Linked DNA regions of Mus musculus: region 1 is linked to region 2. A link is a contact called in public promoter capture Hi-C data. All regions are on one chromosome and are shown on one strand. Each heading gives the region's core, a stretch centred on a gene start, on an enhancer-like site or on the middle of the called end of the contact. The rest is flanking DNA. Distances are from core to core; before and after follow the strand shown.

Region 1 (5,455 bases), core at 85-2,584, 130 kb after region 2:
GATACAAAAGATAGGAGTCCTATTTCTGTCCCTTCCCTTAGTGGATCTGAGTCACAGCTACCCCAGTGACCTTCCTGATGACAGCAGATACATGTTTGTCCCATAAACAGATGGCTTCCTAGTAAACTCGGGCGACCCCTAAGCTGCAGTTATCTGATAAGTACTTCTGTGCATCTAAGGGATAGTTTTAAAATTAGTAACAAAATGTATGTTGGTATCTAGTGGCCTGTTTTCCTAATTCTATTGGTCTAATTTTTATGTGAGAGTTTTTTGTTTGTTTGTTTGTTTGTGTTTGTTTGTTGCAGGTTTTAAAACAGTCTCAGGTAGCTAGCCCAGGGTTCTCTGGAATTTTGTACCTAGCAGAGGATGACCTGGAACTCCTGATTTTGACTTTCCAGGTACTGGGGTGACAGGTGTGCCCACTGTGCCTGGGCTGCTTGAAGCTTTTTTAATTTAAGTTTCTAAAAATCTTTTTTAGGAACATGGCAGTCATATAAGTAAGTTTGCAACCGCAGTCCTTGGTCTTGGGTTTGCATCAGAAACAACAATAGGTCTTGGCCCACACCCAGACTAGGAAAACTAATCTTTTCATACCATGGGCAGTCTCACAAATTATCTGGTTCTGCAATCACATTTAGAAAAACAAGCAAACAAACAAAAGCCTCAGTATGCATTTCATGAGGAATCTCTCAATAAAAAGATATTTCAGTCTTGGGATAGCTCTCACTGGTACAGTACTTTTTACTTAGTACACAAGGCTCTGGTCTGAGCCCCAGCTCAGGAGAAAAAAAAAAAGTTCAAGCAAAAGGAGTTATAAGCACTGTGAGGATCATGTTGAATAGGGTACCAAATGAAATAGTAGCCACATCGTTTATAAACTCCATCTCTATTTTTGATGATTTTATTTTGAGGGTTCTTGAGACACCGTTTCATGTCACCTGGCCTGGCCTGGAACATCTGTAGCTGAGTCTGTTTTGAACTCTGGATCCTTCTGCAGCCTCTTCCCAAGGCTTCCCAATCGGGAATCGGGGCACCACCACAGTCCCAAAGATGCTACTTTGGTTTTATAAAAAACACACTTTGCAAAAAGAAGATAAGAGGAGAGAAGTTCCCCTTACCATGGAGGAACTGAAAGTAACACTCACTTCACAGAATTCCCCCAGATAAACTGAGTGACAGCCAGTCATCTAACTGGTCCAGGCAAGCCCTCTAACCGGTCCAGAAGAGTTGGCTCCAGTCATTTGAGTTACATCAGCAGCTGTGGAATGTTCCCTGAGATCAACAGACACTGACCAGAGTCTGGTCCAGGCCAGAGCTTCCATCCCACGGTGAGTGAGTCAACTATTAGCCAGCGAGAGCTAGCCATCTTCCAGCAGGCCCAGCAAGGCCATGGCCTGCCTATACACATAGACTGTGCAAACCTCTGAGCCAAACATGCAGCAACTATAGTCGAGGGAGCTTTGTCTTGGGAACAGAGAGGCAGTTTCCTTCTTGTAAAAGGCAAAGCCTGGTCTCCGGATGTGGGGAGAAGAACTGTTGGCCTGGGTCCATGTAAGGCTCAAAGTCCACCGCTTCTACACTAGGCTCTGACAAAACAGATGGAGTCAAGAGAAAAGAATTCAGATTTAGACAGACAACAGAGCTACAGAATCTGGATTAGAATTAGTAGAGTATAAGTGGTGGTCCAGGTGGGAAATCTATTACTCAATGATAGCTAATCAGCAAGGTTAAAAGGTTGGTTGGTTGGTTTTATGTAGGGTACGGATGTCAACTCCTAGACTTCCCATTAAACTCTACAATCTATTTTGATGGCAACCAGTACTGCATACATCATGCCTAGGATCTAATAAACACATAATACAAAGACATGGAACTCTGATGGGACAGAAAAGCAGCAGAGTGTTACTAAAACGGGGAGAAAGTATCTGTCATCAGCCGTTACATGGTGGCTATGGTGTCCATTCATATGGTGTCACATAGTCATTATGTGAGCTTTGGGGGTTTGTATGTTGCTACAAAGCAACCTTGATGGTGATTTGTTTCTTTTACTGTGGGATAAACACTGATCCTGAAGACAGAGGGTTAAGGACATTCCATGGTGTCCCTCAGAAACACAGCTGCATGCATCAACAGAGAGCCACTGAGAACATCTGGCAGAGGAAGGGGAGAGGAGCCAGTCATGAGCACTGGCTTACAGCAGCATCAGTAATGACAAATGCTTACTGAAGCCTACACGATATTCTTACTGTAACCCTCCAGGTTAGGGACTTCACTTCTCTTTACAAATGAAGTGCAAGGTGGGTTTGTGAAAAAGAAGTAGCAAATAAAAGTTATCTTATCCAACATGCACGAGATAATGTTTTGATATATATATATATATATATATATATATATATATATATATATACACACACATATATATACATACATATATATATACACATATATATAATTTTAAGTAATTAAATAACAATTAACTAATGAAGTTACCTATCACCACACATACTGTTCTATATGTGTGTGAACACTTAAAACCTATTTCAAGAATATAACACTTATTATTAACTACAGTGACAATATCTATACTCCAGCTCTCTATGATGTACCCATGTCTAACTGCGAATTCCTACCCTTTGAACAACATCTCCCATTTACCCCATCCACTGGCATCTAGTGTCTACTCTTGCAAGTTCAACTGCTTCGATTCCATTTGGGAGGTCATGGGATGCTCATCTCTCTGGGTCATTTCACTTCCTTTAGGTAACAGCTTAGACTCGCACCTCTACCTTATTATTTACTACAAGGGTGGGTAAATGATATAGTCTCACTGAATCTAATTTTACTTGAATTGCACTTTGAAATAGGATTTGCTCTCGGCCTTTCTCGATCTCTGAACAGCATCAGATCAATACCTGGATCTTTGTATTGTGCATATCTTTGTCAACTAGAGAGAATGTTCTTCTGGTTTCATAGTACATTATCTATAATACATTCTCAATTTTCTGTAACTCAGAATGTCACTGGACAAATACCTTTATCTTAAGCAAAGAGCATTTTATTACAATATCCCGTAAGCAAAATGTTACTAAAATTTCAGTTTTTGGTTCAGGGGAGGCCAGGCTTAGCTTCCTATTTCAAAGTCAGTTATAATTTTAATTTATAAAGAAAACATCAAATAGCTGAAGACTAATGTCTTATTCTGGCTAGTTCTTTACAACGGCTTTCTGGTTTGGAATACAGAAAGTAGAACCAACTTCACTATATAATACAGAGGGACAGGATGGCAGTTTCATTAAGCGGCGAAGGATTATGTCCTGGTCAGGCCGAGGCCACTGGTTTTAAATATAGCACACTAATTTGGGACATAAACATTCCACTTTTGCTTCAGCTTCTCGGGGAGATATGACTTCTTCAAGGGGAAGTCTTTTAAATGGCTTGACAATTTATTAGAAACGAGCGGCGAAGGGCATCTGTTTTCACAGGGCAACTGTTCAATTAATCTGCGTTAATACAGCCTCAAAGCGCTTGGATCCAGCAACAGGATGTGGGTGTCACAGGATCACACAGCCGAACATATGATAGGGCCTGACACATGCAGGGTCAGGGCAAAGCAATGGCGAGAAGAGAAGGCTTGTTCCTCTAGAGTCTAAACAGCAAAACCCTCCTGCAGCCTGGGGCTTGTCTCGAAAACATTTAACCCAACCCAGGTTGATACTTCCATTCTAAAAAAAAAAAAGAAAAGAAAAGGAAAGGAAAGGAAAGGAAAGGAAAGGAAAGGAAAGGAAAGAAAAGAAAAGAAAAGAAAAGAAAAGAAAAGAAAAGAAAAGAAAAGAAAAGAAAAGAAAAGAAAAGAAAAAACAAAACACCTCTCCTAGACCAGAGACTAGGTGGTGCTGTGTTCAACTCGGGTTTTGTGAATTCATGAAATATCAGAGTCACCTGAAACCATACAAAGTACAAGACGGTTTTCTTTGTGAATCTATTTTCTAGGGACCTAGGCAGAGAAATATAAAGTGTTGATGGTGAGCGGATGCTATGCACACCTACAGGACAGTCACACAGAACTAATCCTGGCAGACAGAAGTCACTGCTACCTGAGGCAGGAGCACGGCCCACCCACTCCAGAAGCCTGGGCAGAGACTACAAACCACATGACCTATCAGAAGATCTCTCAATTATCCCTGCCCGGTATGCTTTGATATGTGATAAACAACCCTTTGTTTTCAGAGGGGTTAGTGGAGCCCTTTGAAAGCAAGCAGCCTGGAATTCCGTGGCTCTCTCTAGCTGGTTCAAGCAGCCAAGGCTGTCACCGGCGCCTGGTCAACTGTGGAGAATCAGAGGGAAGGACAGGGAAATGGTCCTCGTTGTGACCAGCATGCTTTAGATTCCTTCCTAAGCTGGTTTTGTAGGGTTCAAGAAGGTCAAGAACTGCAAGGATGGATAAGCAAGGAAAGAAAGGCCCTGCGGAAAATCTTAACAACCTGGTCTCAGGTACAGTCAGGGAGGGAATTCGCCTAGAACGGAAGCCTTCCGGCTGTTTGACAGCAGCTGAAACAGAAGACAAGAACCTTGGGCAAATGGGCTCTTCTCAGCCCCTGCATTTGTAAAAAGGGGACGCAGCACTGGCCTGTACAGTCAGGACTGTATAGAAAGGTCAGAAAAGAGCTGTTACGAAGGGGCCAAGAAATGACAAGAAGAGCCATGTTAATCCTTCATTCAGTACCTTCCACATGTTATCTTTGTAGTTCTTATTAATTCAGCATGGCTCCTAACAGCACTATTAACAAATACTCTGTAGATATGGAAATGGAAGCTTAAGAAAGTTAATAATTCCTCTACAGCCGCGTTTCTACTGGGCTGTGCCAAGTCAGGACCCAAATTCATAATCTGGATCTTGCATGATCTGCAGACCCATGTTCTGAGTGACCCCCAGATCTTCTGAGGGTTCCCTTATTTGGAGCTGTGATAAAGAGAAGGAGACTCCAACCAGCTCCTCATGCTGTGGTGAGCCAACCGTCAAGTTATTTTCCTTGCCGCTTCCTAACTATGATTTTGCAAATGTTATGAATCATAACGTAAGTGTCTGTACTTCCCCGATGTTCTTAGGCAACCCCTGCAAAAAAAAAAAAAAAAAAATCTCTTGCCCAACCTTCAATGGGGTCACAACCCACAGGTTGAGAACCGCTGACTTAGACGACTAGGAAAAAGGTGATGCGAGCAGAGAGAGGCAGAGAAGACACCAAGGAGCGAGTGTGAGTGGAGGTGGGAGGAGGTCTTACTCCTCAGCATCCCTCCTGCTGCAGGGAGGGTCCAGAGCAGTTGAGAACTGGCTGATGGCTTAACAAACTCCCAGTCTGCCTTCTTATCAGTCCATCCCACCCCAAGGCTGTCTTCCTCAAGGAGAGGATGTCTGGCCCGACAGGACCCACTAGCTCAGTCCCACCCATCATTCACG
Region 2 (6,152 bases), core at 3,457-5,956:
ATTGCTGTTCAAAACCCAGTAGTTGCATTCAGTATACTCCGTTATTATGCTAGATCCCTCTCTTCAAAGTGACAGCCACAGGTCCAGATTAGATCTCACTTCCTGTCTATCAGGAGCTCCATCAGGAGCTCCGATCCATGGTGCCCAACCCGGCATTGGTGCTCTGTACTTGAAATATGCGGGGTACAGGCCACGTTCCTGTGCCTTAGAATACAAACAGAGCCATACACAATGGACATAAACCGTCCCCAGGGGGGTGGGGGAGAGAGAGAGAGAGAGAGAGAGAGAGAGAGAGAGAGAGAGAGAGAGAGAGAGAGAGAGAAGGGGAGTAGGAATTTCAGGATGAAAAAGTTTCGTCAGTTGACTAGTTGGATGTTAATGCTTGGCCTGAAGGGATGATGTAAGGGACACACAAGTCCAGGTGGCATAGACACTTAGTGTTCCCCCAAAAGCTGTCTGCCTCCATAGCTCTGTACCCTTGGCCACTATGTGAGCCCATCTTAGAATTTAACATGATAGATTTCTATCAAGGCGCAGATAGGCTTGACAATGATGCAACTGGAGAGTGAAAAACTGTTCTGGGAGTTCTCATCTGAATTCCTAGTTCTGTAAACTCAGGGACAGGTACCGATTGTACATTGACTGTGCTTGGTACTATACACACATGTCTATGATGAAGACTGATTTATAAATTAGTCAGTAAAACACCAACACTCCCCAATAAAACAACAGCAATATGGTGAAATAAAAGCTATTAAAAACTTATGGCTGGCACTTGGAATTTTCCATTTAATATTCTGAGACAGCGATGACCATAAGAAACTAAAATTGTGCAAAAATGAAACTGTGGCCAGGGCAGATAACAGGACTGAATTTGTGGAGCACTCTGACTGCAGTTCTTTTTAACAGAGGAGAAGATCTGGATTTAGATTACTGTATCTCATTTCTGGTCCTAGGCTCTTGGCAGGAGGCTGTACTTTGCTAAAGGTCTGAAGCAGAAAGGAGAAATAGAAGATAGGAACGTCCCCTGTCAATCTCATTAGAAGATTACTGAAAAGTGATTCAAGGTATTAGGTACAAGTTGGGCTTTTATGATATTCATGGGTCTGCCTTCTGAATTCATCCTTATCTTCTAATAAGCCTGGTGATAATTAAAGAAAGAATGTGTTCACATGGTTTCAAGCTCTTATCTCGCTTAACACCACTACTTCTTTGTGTGTTTTGGAAAGATATTCCTAACTTTCCCTGAAAATCCCCCAGAGCCTGATACAGAGCAATAGCACAGCAGGCCTCGAGGATCCCCCAGCCCTAGACCTGTATGCGCCGTGAGCCCTGGGGGCTCAGAATGAGCTCTGACCTCATCATCCTGTGAGTCTGGAGACCCCCATGAGCAAAGCCTGCTGACATCAGATAACTCTGAAGACCGTAAGATGCTCCTAGCTGCTGGCTTCTGCTTGGTTGCTCTGAGCTGGCAATTTGCAAGGATCGTGTTTAGAAAGTTAAAAAGTTAGATAGATCAATCTCTACGTTGGAGAACAAGCAGACAAACCACTTAAAATGGTGTGTGTCCGGACCTCATAGAGGACAGACAGTGTGTGTAGATAAAGAATTAAAAAACAAGCAGCATTTCCCCACATTATTATGTTTTCATTTGTTACAAAGAAAACGGCTTGGCTTTGGCATATGATTCATGCGCATTTCCTTCAAAAAAGAAAAGAAAAGAAAAGAAATGAAATGTAAAGAGGGACAGCCCTCTTTACAACTTTCAGCCACAATTCTCCAAGGTGGACGATAGTTATTTCTAGAGCTATATAATCCATTGTCGAGTAATGAGCAACCATCGTTGTCTAGGGATCTTCATTTGATTATGCCGGGACAAAGATGAATTTGGTAAATTCTAATTAAAAAAAAGAAAAAATGTCCACTTAAGAATGGTAGAAAAAAAGAATGCCTGGTATCTCTACTGTGTCTATATAGAGAGCTCACAAGTAAATTGCCTTAAAGTAATTGTTGTTAATAACTGTTAGCCTGATGTTACTCACATTCAAAATGGAATTGTTCACAGAACAAGCAAAAATTCAGTGGCTCATTATAAATATGTTGATAATAAATAATTTAATATTCATTAACATTAAGTCTTGAAATTTTCTCTAACTAGTGACACACACACACACACACATATATATATACACACATATTTATACACACACACACATCTATATGCATCTCTCTATATACACACATATACAGACATGTATGTGTGTTTGTGCATATTGTTTGTGTGTGCAATGTATGTGCTGTATGTGTGTACATGTATGTGTTCATGTGTATTTTACTTGGAAATTCTTATTTCAGTTAAGTATTAATACTGCAATTTGGTTATACTGGCAATGGGTGGGATCTAAAACTCATGGTTAAGAATAAAGAAACAGATCTGCCCCATTGGGACCAATTATACCCAGCCCCCTTATTATCATCTTCATTGTTTCTGTGTGCATCTTTGTCCCGTAACTGCATTCTCTCTGCAGCTGATGTGGCCCTTTCAATTGTCACCTCCTTCACCTTGGGATCACACTGCCTTTTAAAAGAGGCATTTAAAAATTAATTTCTGGAAAGATGAGGGATACGCAGTAAGGAAACGGATTAGATGACGTCCACAATGAGAGCACAGAAGACAAGAACTCACGGCAAAGCAGAATGCACACATTCTGAGATAGGAACAAAGGCATGGCCTATTCCTGCCTCCCAGCATAGTTCCTGGCTCAATGTAGCTGCTAATAATTTACTGTTAATTAAACTGATGCGTGACTCAGAGCCAAGTATAATTTCAGCAGTGTTTCTGGCCTGTAAACTATCCTTTGTATCTTATTCATGCAAGTGAATATCTCTCAGATGAGAAAAACAGTCTCCCAATGTTCATAGACCACACTGAAATTCCAAACCCACTTGGTGTATTTACTCAGTATCCCCATCCATTTAAGAAGGTGTTTGAAGTGGTCAATCGTCCCAGAAAATACCTAACAGAGTCCAGATATATCCAATTTTTCTCTTAATGAGGCTCATTTCACTAATTCCAAAAGATATCTATCCATTGTCTTTATAACATGTTGATACCAGGCTGGTGTCCACAAAATGGAAGGAAACCATGACCTGTCCCTGTTTAAATAGTATAAAAACCCTTTCTGAAACATTAAATTGCATGCTAATGGCTTCTGAAACCTTGAACTTTAGCTCTGCAGGAAAAAAAGTAACTTTCTCCTGTTTTTATAAGGCCACAGATTTTTGCAGTCTTAATCTTAGAGTACAAAAAGTATTCAGCATATGACATGAACTGTATGAAACAACTGTGTGGTGGTTTAAAGACACACTTGAGAGAGCTACACCTTGTGCTGTCTCCTACTGAGTTTGATTCCCGATTTTGCCATCAACCTTGTATACATATTCTCAATGTCACAGGAGAAGAAATCCAGAAGGAGACCCCAGGAACATGAACGCAAACAAAAATAAACCAAGGAAACAAATCAAAACCGATTGGGGAAACTTACATTGCAAATTTTAGAAAATAAGGTTTTCTTTTGCAGTTAAGTTTAGTGATTGAGTGAAAAAATTTAAAGCCTGATATAAAATGTATCTATAATCTTTTTCTTTAGAAAACTATCTAGGTAGGTCAAACACAAATTCCACTGAGTAGAGAAAATGGCAATAGATTATTCTTGGAGGCTTCTTTCTGTTCAGATAATAATGATGTGTTACATGGAAAGGTTTTGCATAATCTGTCTTTTGTGCAGGGTTCACACTGCTAGAGCAGACATGTCGCACATGCAAGGAGTTCCGATACGTCATCGCCCATTGGCTCCTCTTTAACTAAGAAGCAAACCTTCCCAACTGGACAGTCACCAAAGCCTCCATGTGTTCCATACCACCTCGCAGACCCCTTGGGAAGGAAGACATCTTTGTACTCTCTACAGTCCTGTCTCAACCTTCAGTGAATCCTTCTGGTTTTGAATTATGGCCAGTCAACGCTAGAAACACGCTAGTTGCTGTTTCAACAATGTTGAAAATTTAACCCCGATTTGCAGACTGGGGAGGAAGAATTCCTTTGTTAAGTAACTTGTCCCTAGTTACAGATTAAATGGCTATCTTGGCCATTAAACACAGGTCTTTATATAACACCAGAACCTTTGGAAAACAGACTGATTGCAGTCCTCTCCCACAAACCAGCGACCTTTGTCAATGACATTCGGTTTAGACTGAGATTTAGCCCTTGCCCACAGCTCTGCGATGAAGCCCATGCCTTCAGCTAAATGTTAGCTGTACAGACACTGGGGACAGAGCTAACCCCCTCCAACCCCACAGCACTGAAAGGCCAGGTCTGATATGGACTTCTGCATCTTTAAGCCTTGTTTTGTCAAACCAAACAGACCGAAGCTCTCCGGGGATAAACAGGCTTAATAACACAACCCAGAAGGCAGAGCCTACAGAGTAAGCATGAATTAGTCAACAAAAGATGTTTTAAAGCAACACAGACCCCGGGAAAGGTTTGCCAAGAGGTCTGGCCATCCAACAAATGCCACCTGTGACATATTCTTGACTTTTTTCAGGGTGACTTACAACAATCTGTTTTAATTTTGCATATTCGCATTTGAGATCCTCTGCTCTTTCTTCAAACGCTCTCTAATGAAGCAACAATCCAAGGTTGAATGAACCTAGGCTGCTTAAACTACATTCCCTCCTTTCCAACGCCTACACTGTTGTGAAACAACGGAAAGTTCTTTTCTGTTTTTTTTTTCTTTTTAATTAAAAACACTTATATAATAAAACTAAAGTAAGACTTCTTAGAATCCAGTTATAACTGATGAGTTTGTATGGAACAGACTATGTACAAAACCCTAACCTTCTACAATGCTAAAAATTATTTTACCATCACTAATACTTCTCCCATTAACTTGATTATCACAATCATCCAAAAAAATACCCTGAACAAACGTAACCTCTTATAGCTTCTTAGTAAGTCTCCTTAGCCTACCACTGTTATCACAAAAACGACGAAAATGGCCTAAATTTCTCAATTATGTTTCCCTCAGACCCCTCATCCACACCACTAATCATTCTCACAGCTTGGTTACTACCACTAATATTAATAGTCAGCCAAAATCATTTAAAAAAAGAAAAAAGTTACATATCAGAAACTTTATATTTCCATACTAGTTAGCTTACAAATTCTCCTTATCATAACTTTCTCTGCAACTGAACTGATTATATTTTATATTTTATTTCAAGTCACTCTTATTCTGACACTTATTATTATTACTCGATGAGAATGCATGTTAAATTTAAACAAGCAAATGTACCCCTGGAAATGGTTTTAAGAGTGGTGTGTGTGTGTGTGTGTGAGAGAGAGAGAGAGAGAGAGAGAGAGAGAGAGAGAGAGAGAGAGAGAGCGAGAGAGAGAGAGAGAGAAAGAGAGAGAGAGAAAGAGAAAGAGAGAGAGGCCATCTTACCAACTCCCTGCTCTCTAGGGCAAACTCTGGTAACAATCACTTTTCATTTGTGTGCAATAAAATGTTTTTAAGTATCTAAACACTTGTAATTTCATAGTAATTTTTTCACTTTCAAAGATAAAAGAAAAAAGCAGATATTAGCACCCCAGGAATGGTCCACAGAGCATCCCAGCACTGCAGGTGCGGACAGCTGCCCGTGAAGACGTGCCCAGAAGGAAGTGCCGGAGGGCAGCTCCTCTCTGGAGGGAACATGTTAAGGAATACATTTTGAGAAACAGGAAAGCTTCCAAGCTTATTCCTTAATTTTCTGTTTGAATTAATTAAAACTAGGACACATATGCCCCTGGTCACGTATTTCTCACTGGTCTTGAGGAAGATCTGTCTATGAAGCTTGGCAAACATTTAGAATAAGATTAAACTGTTTTAAAAGAGAAAAAAACCTTTTGACTTTTAATTTTGTGTTCAAATAGTCAGCGCACATTTAAGTCATATTTCTCATCACCTGTTATGGCTCTGTGGTTGTTATAAGCAGCATATCCAAACACAGTTTGTAGATCGAATTACAAGATTTAATGAAAACTCTTGATTTATATCTTTTTAGAGATTTGCACAAAGGCAATCGGGAAGAGAGAGTTTTCTAACACCTTTCAA

The links. Capture Hi-C pulls out chosen DNA fragments and counts their contacts.
Region 1: a contact with region 2 is called in a promoter capture Hi-C map of liver, with 2.4 times the contacts expected there. The contact joins two enhancer-like sites. A contact is called at or near these places in 2 of 484 Hi-C or Micro-C datasets (liver and nephron progenitors), 2 of 115 datasets of contacts at active chromatin or transcription factors (extraembryonic endoderm stem cells and trophoblast stem cells) and 2 of 9 other capture datasets (adipose tissue and liver).

Annotation. Positions count from the first base shown.
Region 1 is chr16:85,147,562-85,153,016 of GRCm38.p6, forward strand. All of the region lies in intron 1 of App (amyloid beta (A4) precursor protein), which reads right to left. Among named protein-coding and RNA genes, the nearest start is that of App, 23 kb to the right of the region's middle. Within about 2 kb of position 1,335, at least 156 of the 459 cell types and tissues checked have an H3K27ac peak or open chromatin away from gene starts, as enhancers often do. A contact at or near this core is called in liver, where this site is marked.
Region 2 is chr16:85,016,700-85,022,851 of GRCm38.p6, forward strand. All of the region lies in intron 11 of App (amyloid beta (A4) precursor protein), which reads right to left. Among named protein-coding and RNA genes, the nearest start is that of Gm10791, 48 kb to the left of the region's middle. Within about 2 kb of position 4,707, at least 12 of the 459 cell types and tissues checked have an H3K27ac peak or open chromatin away from gene starts, as enhancers often do. A contact at or near this core is called in liver, where this site is marked.